3 separate regions of the Mus musculus genome follow, and all the other regions are linked to region 3. Evidence: chromatin contacts called from public ChIA-PET and HiChIP or PLAC-seq data. All regions are on one chromosome and are shown on one strand. The core of a region is the stretch at or near the end of the contact, and the rest is flanking DNA. Distances in the headings are between cores, read along the strand shown.

What was found. ChIA-PET counts read pairs in DNA pulled down with a chosen protein or histone mark. HiChIP or PLAC-seq counts read pairs in DNA pulled down with a chosen protein or histone mark.
Region 1: a FOXA1 HiChIP or PLAC-seq map of pancreatic cancer cells shows a contact between it and region 3. The contact joins two enhancer-like sites. A contact is called at or near these places in 2 of 15 datasets of contacts at CTCF or cohesin (the NIH/3T3 cell line and large pre-B cells), 6 of 484 Hi-C or Micro-C datasets (LSK cells, bone marrow-derived macrophages, cortical neurons and 2 more), 14 of 115 datasets of contacts at active chromatin or transcription factors (the HPC-7 cell line, bone marrow-derived dendritic cells, bone marrow-derived macrophages and 10 more) and 2 of 9 other capture datasets (macrophages and pancreatic islet).
Region 2: a contact with region 3 is called in an RNA polymerase II ChIA-PET map of memory CD8 T cells, with 178 read pairs. The contact joins two enhancer-like sites. A contact is called at or near these places in 5 of 115 datasets of contacts at active chromatin or transcription factors (embryonic midbrain, embryonic stem cells, memory CD8 T cells and 1 more) and 1 of 9 other capture datasets (liver).

The regions. Positions count from the first base shown.
Region 1 is chr11:76,646,220-76,649,193 of GRCm38.p6, reverse strand. All of the region lies in intron 1 of Gm46288 (a long non-coding RNA gene), which reads right to left. Among named protein-coding and RNA genes, the nearest start is that of Gm46288, 21 kb to the right of the region's middle. Within about 2 kb of position 1,508, at least 51 of the 459 cell types and tissues checked have an H3K27ac peak or open chromatin away from gene starts, as enhancers often do. A contact at or near this core is called in bone marrow-derived macrophages and pancreatic cancer cells, where this site is marked.
Region 2 is chr11:76,260,190-76,263,081 of GRCm38.p6, reverse strand. Nxn (nucleoredoxin) reads left to right here. Exons shown (of 8, transcript NM_008750.5): 6 at 1-74; 7 at 1,416-1,540. Among named protein-coding and RNA genes, the nearest start is that of Mrm3, 18 kb to the right of the region's middle. Within about 2 kb of position 1,636, at least 88 of the 459 cell types and tissues checked have an H3K27ac peak or open chromatin away from gene starts, as enhancers often do. A contact at or near this core is called in memory CD8 T cells and pancreatic cancer cells, where this site is marked.
Region 3 is chr11:76,477,944-76,481,072 of GRCm38.p6, reverse strand. It overlaps Abr (active BCR-related gene), which reads left to right. Exons shown (of 23, transcript NM_198895.2): 4 at 1,893-2,078. Among named protein-coding and RNA genes, the nearest start is that of Timm22, 72 kb to the right of the region's middle. Within about 2 kb of position 1,757, at least 150 of the 459 cell types and tissues checked have an H3K27ac peak or open chromatin away from gene starts, as enhancers often do. A contact at or near this core is called in bone marrow-derived macrophages, memory CD8 T cells and pancreatic cancer cells, where this site is marked.

The sequences.
Region 1 (2,974 bases), core at 259-2,758, 170 kb before region 3:
GAGCATATATATTACCTCAGAGTTCTTCCTCCATAGTGACACATGTCCTCCAACAAGGCCACATCTCCCAATGGTGCCACTTCCTGGGCCAAACATATTGAAACAACTACAAGAGGCAAGCATGTTTTACCATGAAGCCATCTTATCAGCCCTAGTTTTGACTTTCCAAGACAGAGAGACTCATGCAGCCCTACACTGGCCTCTGTCTCCTGAGCCTGCCCTTCCCCAAGGTGTCAGCATTGCTAGGCCTGTAAACTTCTTTTCTCTATTTTTAAAATCGATTTTTATTTATGTATATGGATGTGTGTGGATGTGTGCCACAGTGTGCTGATGCTCCTGGAAGCCAGAAGAAGGCATCGGGTCCCCTGGAGGTGGGGTTACAGCAATTGTGAGCCTGCTAGTGTGTGTCCTGGGAACTAAACTCACGTCTTCTATAAGATCAGCAAAACTCTTCATCACTGAGCCATCTCCCCAGCCCTATAAACCTCTTTCCTTTATAAAGCAAGCCCATCTCAGGTGTTTTACTACAATGATGAAAATCTAATACAGGCCTGGGTCTCAGGACCACTATCTTCACAGCCACAGAGCAGACACACAACAGAGTGAAGGGAGACTGGCTGTGGCCCCTCAGAAACTAACAGCTTTGCAAGGAGGAGGACTCTGAGATCCACTAAGCCACCTCTCAGGAATGCTGGGATTAAAGGTGTGGTCCACCACCCGATAGGCTAGTGTCCTTCTTGAACCCCACAAATGAATGGAGGTAGCTTTTCAAGCTATGCTCATGGGGATAGGAATACAACTGTCCTAGTTGGCTTCCACTGTCATCTTGACACAGTCATGACTTGACACAGAGTCATTTAAGAGGGGAGCCTCAGCTGAGGAACTGTCTAGATCTGATGGTGGGAGAATGTTTTATTATTAATCAATGCAGGAGGGCCCAGCCCACTGTGGGCAGCACCAGCCCTAGGCAGGTGGTTTTATATATATATATATATATATATATATATATATATATATATATATATATATATAAAAGCTAACTAGGCATGAGACCACATGTCGGCCAATTAGGAAGTAGCATCTGTCATGGCTCCTGCTGTACTTTCTTGGGCCATGAGTTCATATCCTTGTCAGAGGTAGTATTTCATGGACTAGCAAACAGTCCCCACTTCAGGTTCCTGCCTTGACTTCCCTCAACGAAGGACTTGTGACTTGCATATATATGTAAGATGAAATAAGCCCTTAGGTTGCTTTTGGTCAGAGAGTTTTATCACAAGATCAGAAAGGAAACCAGAACAACGGAGCAAGACTTGGAAACTGCTTCCTCGAGCAGGCACACTGCTCCCAAAACCCTACAAGCCCTACAAGGCCTTGTATCCTCCTGGGTCTCATCTAGCAGTTCCTGCCTCAGCCGCACGAGGGAGCCTTTGCCACTCCCTGCTGTCTTCAAAGTCCCCAGTCTCCTTAGGACTCCAGAAAGGGGCCAGCCTTTGAGGCTCTCCTGCCATGCAGAATGAGTTCCTTCTGAGCCCTGGGTGGCACAGGAGACTGGCGTGAGCTCGGGCAGCGGGGGAGGTTTCAGAACACAAGGCTATTTTTAACCTGGCACAGATGCCCTATTCCCAGCGAACGGAGGGGGTGGGGTAGGTGGGAAGCAATCTTGCCTTCCTGACTTATTGTTGTTTCATTAACCACTTCCGATGTTGGATACGAGGGGCATCACCTGGTTTCGTGGCTATTCTTCCTTGCCACAACCCCTTCCTGCTTCCCACTGCTCAAGCAGCGTTCTCCCCGCAGGGGGCAGAGAAGGAAGGGGAGAAAACGGGATTGACCAAGTGACGGTGACTAAGGGTGAGGAAGGGGTAAGCATTCTGTCTTGTGCTGTCAGCAGTGGGAGTGGGTCCAAAAAACCACTTAGCCCCTTAAATTGCTCACTTCTCCTCTCTCTAGTGGGTGTGCTCTAAATGGCTTGGAAAACCATTGCAGCTAATCAAAGGCAGCTGGAAGAGGGCCAGGCTGGACCCAGCAGGGGGCTGAATTGAGCCCGGATCCATTATCGCTACCCAGTCCAACATTTTAGTAGTGGGTTTCCGTCTGATTTCAGAGTGAGATGATTAGGTCATTATTTGTTAAATTATACCTTTTAATTAGTGGATCTATTAAAATGAAAAGCCTGAGAGAGGCACACAAGCCTCTGGGTTTTTGTTGGGGATTTATAATTACCACTGTTTAGAAGAGATTAGTGGGGGGGGGGGGCGGGCGTTAAAACCTTTTAAGAAAATCCTGGGAACAGAGATGCCAATAAGTAAGATATGGACCTTGCCGTTGCAGCTGTCTGCATCATTATCCATTTCTCATTACTGCAGAAAATGGGGGTGAAAGGGCCGAGGTCTAGCTCAGCAGTACAGCAACTCTCAGCATGCTGAAGGCCCTGGGTTCCACCCCCAACGCCCAAAATAATAAATCAAGGAAAAGATAATCATGCTTGGCTATGGCTTAGCATTAGAACATTTGCCTTGTGAGTCCCCAAGTTCCATCCCCAGCACTTACAAAGTCTATATAAAGTCACGCAGATTCTCTCTCTCTCTCTCTCTCTCTCTCTCTCTCTCTCTCTCTCTCTCTTTGGTGTTGGGGATGGAACCCAGAGCCTTACGAATATTCATAAATACTACTGACTGCTCCTCAAACCAGTTAGTTCAGTATTTTCCAAAGAGCGCGTCCAATACTGGTACTGAGAAACTAAAGGAGATCATGATTTTGGCCAGTACAGTGAGGAGTTTTAACCCATCATTCATTCCTTATAAGTTTGTGTTCTTGGGCGGTAGGGAAGTTGCGGGTGGTTAGGGGAGCGAGATACTGGATCTGTCTATGTAGACGTAAGCCTTTGGGGAGTTTGAGTTGGTCTTTGGGAGGAACCAGCAGGGATAATATGACGATGCTGTTTGGATTTGAGCTTCCTTCCTGTCGCTGTCCA
Region 2 (2,892 bases), core at 387-2,886, 220 kb after region 3:
GAAGCCCGTGCTGGAGCTCTCTGACTCCAACGCTGTGCAGCTCAACGAGGGCCCCTGCCTCGTCCTTTTTGTAGGTATGGAGCTGGAGGGAAAGTGGAAGGCAGGTCAGAATGGACCTCTCATGGGAGGCAGATAGTATCCCCTGCCCCCAGCCACTCTCTACCATTAACAGTGTTGATCTGGGGTCTTTGTCTCCCTAGCAGCCTTGCTTTTGACCCCAATGATTTATTCATGGCTATCCCCCTGCAGGCGGTGGTCTGGAGCAGCTACTGCTCCTGCTGCCAGCTGGGCAACAGGTCAGGCAGGAAGATGGCCCCAGCCCCCCATGAACAGACCCTTTGTTGGGAAGGGAGATGGGGAGGGTGTTGCTTGCATAGCAGCTGTAGGGGGTGGGGCCCCCTCGGGCTAAGGCTCATCCAGGCCTGCTGCCACTTTCCTATGCTCTAATGAGCAATTCCGGGGAGCCACTAGAGCTGGCCCGGCTCTACCAGGTGGAACCCCGCTCCTTCACCCTCAGAAGCTATGTCTCGTGGCTAAGTAGAAAGATAGGAAAGTATCCCTGCAGACTGTGGCATGACTCAGGATGCTTTCACCACCCATGGCCAAGGAGGCCTGGGGAGTACCCTCAGCACCTTGCTACATTCTCTGGGGTCTGGTTTCGGGACCCTAGCATCAGAGCTGATAAGCAGACTGGGCCAGTCTTAGGTAGGAAGGCCTGTCACAGAGAAGCAGTCTTGAATTTTTTTTTCCTGTGGGGTTGTCTTGCCTGTTGCAGGTCCTCACACCCACATCCTGGGCCCTGTTTGGAAAGAGCTCTGAACCTGGGGACAATTCGGGACATTTTGGCTTTCTCCAGAAATGTGGAAACCAAGTCCCTGAGAAGCAGGACAAGTTGGATAGTAAATTAGATGAAGGTGTCCCCAGAGATCGTGTCTGGTCACCATGAGCCTCTTGGGCAGTATGACACCTGTGGGTAGACTCCTGTATCCTCTGTGTGCCTCGTGAGGATGCTATGCTGACTCCCACCACAGGCTTCAGCAGCCTCAGCCTCATGTGGCCATTCCTCATGTTCTCCTGCAGGTCGTCCCAAGCAGGTCTGCCTACCAGGTAGCTTTGGAGCAGGTGTGGAGTCCCATCACCACCAGAGCTGCAGAGGGGACCACAGTCCTCGGCTCTGTGACTGGGAGAACACTCCTAGGGGCTCAGGTGTAGGCATGGGAGCAGCAACCTATACAAACCCTGTATAGGTTTGTGAAGAACCTCATGGCAGGCGCTGCATGCTGGTGGGTAGGGTTCGAACTGCTCACTGAGCTGTTTGTGTCTAGTGAGCCCAGTGTGTCTCAGGCCCATCTCTGGTCACTGAGATTTGACAATTTAGAGTTGCTTGTCCTTCTTTTTCTGTTCCCCTGTCACAGACTCTGAGGACGACGGAGAGTCCGAGGCAGCCAAACAGCTGATCCAGCCAATAGCTGAGAAGATCATTGCCAAGTACAAAGCCAAAGAAGAGGAGGCGCCGCTGTTGTTCTTTGTGGCCGGGGAGGTGAGTGCGGAGGACAGGCCTGGCGTCCTGGGTACATGCAGGATATGAGTGATCTTGGCTTCTGGAGGTCTGAAGGGACCTCTGGGTCTGAGCTGATTGTGCCACACGCAGATGTAAGAGGAAAAGGTGTGCCCTTAGTCATCAGAAACCACTTCCTATCCCTGCTGTATCCCCCGCCCTTCCTTCTCACTCAGCAGCCCTCAGAACTTTAGGAAACCCTAGCGGATCTGTGTCGTCCCCCCACCCCCCGCACGGCTGAGAGCAGCACAGACATCCTTGCTCCCATCCGTGCTGCTGGATCAGAACCAGCCCCTGCTTTGCATAGATAGTACCAGCCTGGCTAATCCCACTGTGCCAGCCTGCAACACGGGCTTAGCCATCACAGGGATCCCGACTTAAAACACAGCTGAAGACACTTGGGGAGGTTGGAAATTGCTGCTGTCCCCCATCTGTTGCTCTCAAGGCCTAGTTCTTGAGCCCTCACTGTGCCAGACTGAGCAGGGGACATCCCCAGGGTCAGATGATGGCAGGTGCCCGGCCACCCTGAAAGCCTGGGAGGCTGCATCCTACAGGCACCTGCATTCTGCAAGATGGCCGTGATTGGCTGCGCAGGCGCTCTCCTGGCTCCTTCTGCACATGCTCATTGCCTCTCTACCCCACCCCAGCACCCCTCTGAGGCTCACATCAACAGACTCTATGAGGCCACCCTCCAGCTTTTCCTGCCCAGGTCAGAACCTCCAGTTGGTCAGAGCCTGTACACTGGATCCCAAGAGAAGGACAGGAAGACAAACAAGAGAGGCCAGACAGACACCCTAAGCCACCCATTCATCTCCTCAGTAACCACCCCTGGCTGCCCTGCTGGGCCCCTTGCAGGCAGCCCCAGTTGCCCTGCCCAGCTCTGGGGTGGAGGGGAACAAAGAGGGTTCACAGGCTCCTGCAGGGGAGAGTTGGGGGGGTCCCAGCCGCCCCACACAAAGCATAACAAGGCAGCTCTGCATGTATTAAACTCTAACCCCTGGAGAATAGCTCCTAAGAAAGATGGGTGCAGAAGAGAAAGGCCAGGCCGGGGGCAAGGCGGGGATTCAGGAGCACAGCTGAAAAGCCTTTGCAAGTTCTCTGTCCCCTAGGCGCCTTGCCAGGAACTTCACCTGCTGGTCTCCTTTGTTCTTCACCCTCTCACGGGGAACAATACTCATTATCCTGTTTCCTAGATGAGGGACATAGGCTTTAGCAGGGAGGAGGGCTGGGAGCACCGGGGGCTGGTTTCCTCTCTTAGCATCCTAGGTGTTAGGGATGGGATCTGGGCTCCACTGATGTCCCTTGCCAAGGCCACAAAGTAGGTAGCAGAGAAG
Region 3 (3,129 bases), core at 508-3,007:
GTAGACCAGGCTGGCCTCAAACTCAGAAATCTGCCTGCCTCTGCCTCCCGAGTGCTGGGATCAAAGGTGTGCACCACCACACCCGGCTCTTTATTATTTTTTGAAGATTTATTTACCATCTTTATATGTATGTGTCTTCATGAGTTTATGTGCACTGCATGCATGCTCAAACTAGAGGCAAGAAGAGGATGTCAGATCCCCTGGAACTGGAGTTACAGGTGGTTGTGAGCTACCATGTGGGTGCTAAGGACTGATCCCATGTCCTTTGCAAGAGCAGGAAGCAGTCTTAACCACTGAGTCATCTCCAACCCCTAGATATTCTATGTAATGTGTGACTTTTGAGATTCACTCTTCCTATTGGTTCTTTTGAGAAGGTAATACCACTTCAGTCCCACACATGAGCCTGCTAGTAAAGAGATGATACACCCAGAAATGGGGAGTGACTTGCTTCCAACTAGTAAATGGCAGACTCTGGCTGCAGCCCATACTGCCTGCCCTGACCAAGATTGAATCCCATCCTGTTTTTTAGCAAGAACCTGTTACTAAAGGTTACTTGGTTCTAGTGCCAGGAGGGTCAGTGGGTCTTCTTGGGCCTGGCTTTGTCTTGTTTCCGGACTTTGTAGAATGTAGAGGACAAAGAAAGTCAACAGTTGGACATTGTCTGGATATATGAGACTTGGGCTTAGCCACTGTCATCAGGAAGATGGAGTACAGTTAGGATGGAAGGCTGGCCTCTGTGATGAACCCAGGTTGGCTGTCATAGCACTGAAGGAGCCATTGGTAGCTCTGCTTCCCTCGGTGTAGGTGATCTCACGGCCCAGCACCTCAGCTGTTAACTCTCACACTCTCTCCTGGAATGCTTCTCTCCTTAGTCGGCCCACAGCCTCATCCTGTGTGTCGCTGACAGCTCTGGTGAGTCCATGCTGACTCTGTCGTCTCCCACTGCTCCCAGGTCTGCAGGGAAACCCTTTCCATACTGCCTTAAGGTTGTAGGCTGTTCTCCCTTGCCTATGTGTGCCTTCCCTGTCCATATTTCTACACCCTGTCTCTTGCTGGGCCATTGCCCAGTCACTGCCAGGGACAGTCACTGCCCCTTCCACTGAGGGTGCTGGTGATCTTGGTATAGATGAGCAAGGATGACTAGCTGCTTTCATTTTCATGTCAACAGGCATTGAGAAAGAGTCTTGTGACCAAAACCACACTCAGTGGGAAAGATCATCACGCTCGCTTAGTAATGTCTGCATGTCTGCCACGGATGTGGAAAGTAGGAGGGTGGCATGTATGTACCCGTTCCTCTCTGAGCTAACATTGGTTTCTTTTTTGAGACTGGCTCTCACTGTGTTGCCCAGGCTGGCCTGCAATCCTCCTGCCTCAGCCTCTGGAGTGCTTCCAGTACAGATCTGGCTTGAGCTAGTGTTGAATCTCTCTTTGGTTTTACCTCCTGAGTACTAGAACTGCCTTCTGTTTCTCAAAAGGAAACAGCCAAGGAGCTGGCCTCCCAGGTAACACTGTCCCACTGAAGCATGACAAGGAGGCTTATGACTGGGGCCTGAGGCCATTGTGGAAGAGACTAGGAACCTGCTCAATGGACCAGTGAACACACACAAACGAGCCAGGGGTTGTGAGCTAAGGTTGTGTTGGGGAAGGGAAGTGCTGTGGCTACTATGTCAGATCGCTGCTGCCAGGTTCCCTCTCTCTGCATGTGGCTTGTTGGGACCTGTGACAGCAGCTCTGAGAAATCGTGTTTCAGGTGCTCTGACTTCAGCGGCCCTGCCTAGGCAGAACTTGGGCGGCGCTGCATGTAATCAGTGTCACAATCTGCCCAGGACCTGCCAACGAACGCTCTGGTTCATTCATCACCACCTTTGTACTTTGTTCCTCTTCCTCTTCAGCCCATGAAACCCCTGAAGGCCACAGCCACCACCTCCCAGCCTGTGCTCACCATCCAACAGATTGAGACCATCTTCTACAAGATCCAGGACATCTACGAGATCCACAAGGAGTTCTACGACAACCTCTGCCCCAAGGTGCAGCAGTGGGACAGCCAGGTCACCATGGGCCATCTTTTCCAGAAACTGGTGAGTCTCCCATGAGGGCATGTCTCTATGGCAGACTGGTGTTAGAACTGGTCACTCTAGCCCTCTTGAGGCCTGGGTCACCTCCAAGCCCTTGGAGGCCGGTCTGGACCTGGGTTCTTTAGGGCAATTGGACTTGGATCCTCAACCCCAGCCCCCATCCTAGTGGAGCCTTGAAAGTGCTTCTAGAGAGAGCGGCAGAGCCAGGTCCTGTGTGTGAATGTTCCTGGGGAATGCTGGCTTTGTCTGCATGGGAGTCCTTTGAGCACTGGAATGGAGCTTCCTCTGCCAGGACGCAGGTCCCTCTGTCACTCCATGGACAGAGAAGTGTGTGAGGAGGCTGCAGGAGGATGACGCTTACCTGAGACCTTGGAAGGCTGTTGCATCCCAGTGCTGCCTTTACAAAGTGAAGCAGTTGGCTGGATATGGTCCTAACTAACAGTTGGTTCCAGAGTAGAGAGTATCAGCCGGTGTTACCTGCTGCTGTTCACAGGAGAAGAGCACAGGTTTAATGTTGGAGGATGTTCACAGAAGTCCTCTTGTTGCTAAGGCTTCCATGACACCCTCCCCCTTAGCTCTGCCTGAGCCTGCTTAGACCAAAACACTTCCTGACCTCTGTAGACCGTAAATGGTCTTCCCCATTTACCTGGCTTCTCTCCATCAGTGCCCAAGTTGGAATGACCTCAGAAAAGCCTTTCCAGGCCCCATGTTTGTCCCTCATGAACACTTATTTAAAATGCACCTGTCTTTCCCATCTTTACTGTGCCCACCAGTGTAAACTCTGGAACAGTTTGTATTTTCTTCTCATTAGACTCCCAGAACTAATGGACTCCACTGCTAGATGAACAAATGAGTGGATTGATAGACACATTATGAACTTTTTTGGGGCTGGAGAGAACTTGAATGTTGAAGGTGATACCTGTATCCTGACAGCCATGTTTTCAAGGCCACAAGTGTTGTAGGGACAAGCACAACCAGAGCTCGTCACAGCTGGGTTTGAATCCTGGCTTTGCCATAGGTGGTCCTGTGACAGCTTACCCTCCTGTTCTCAGCT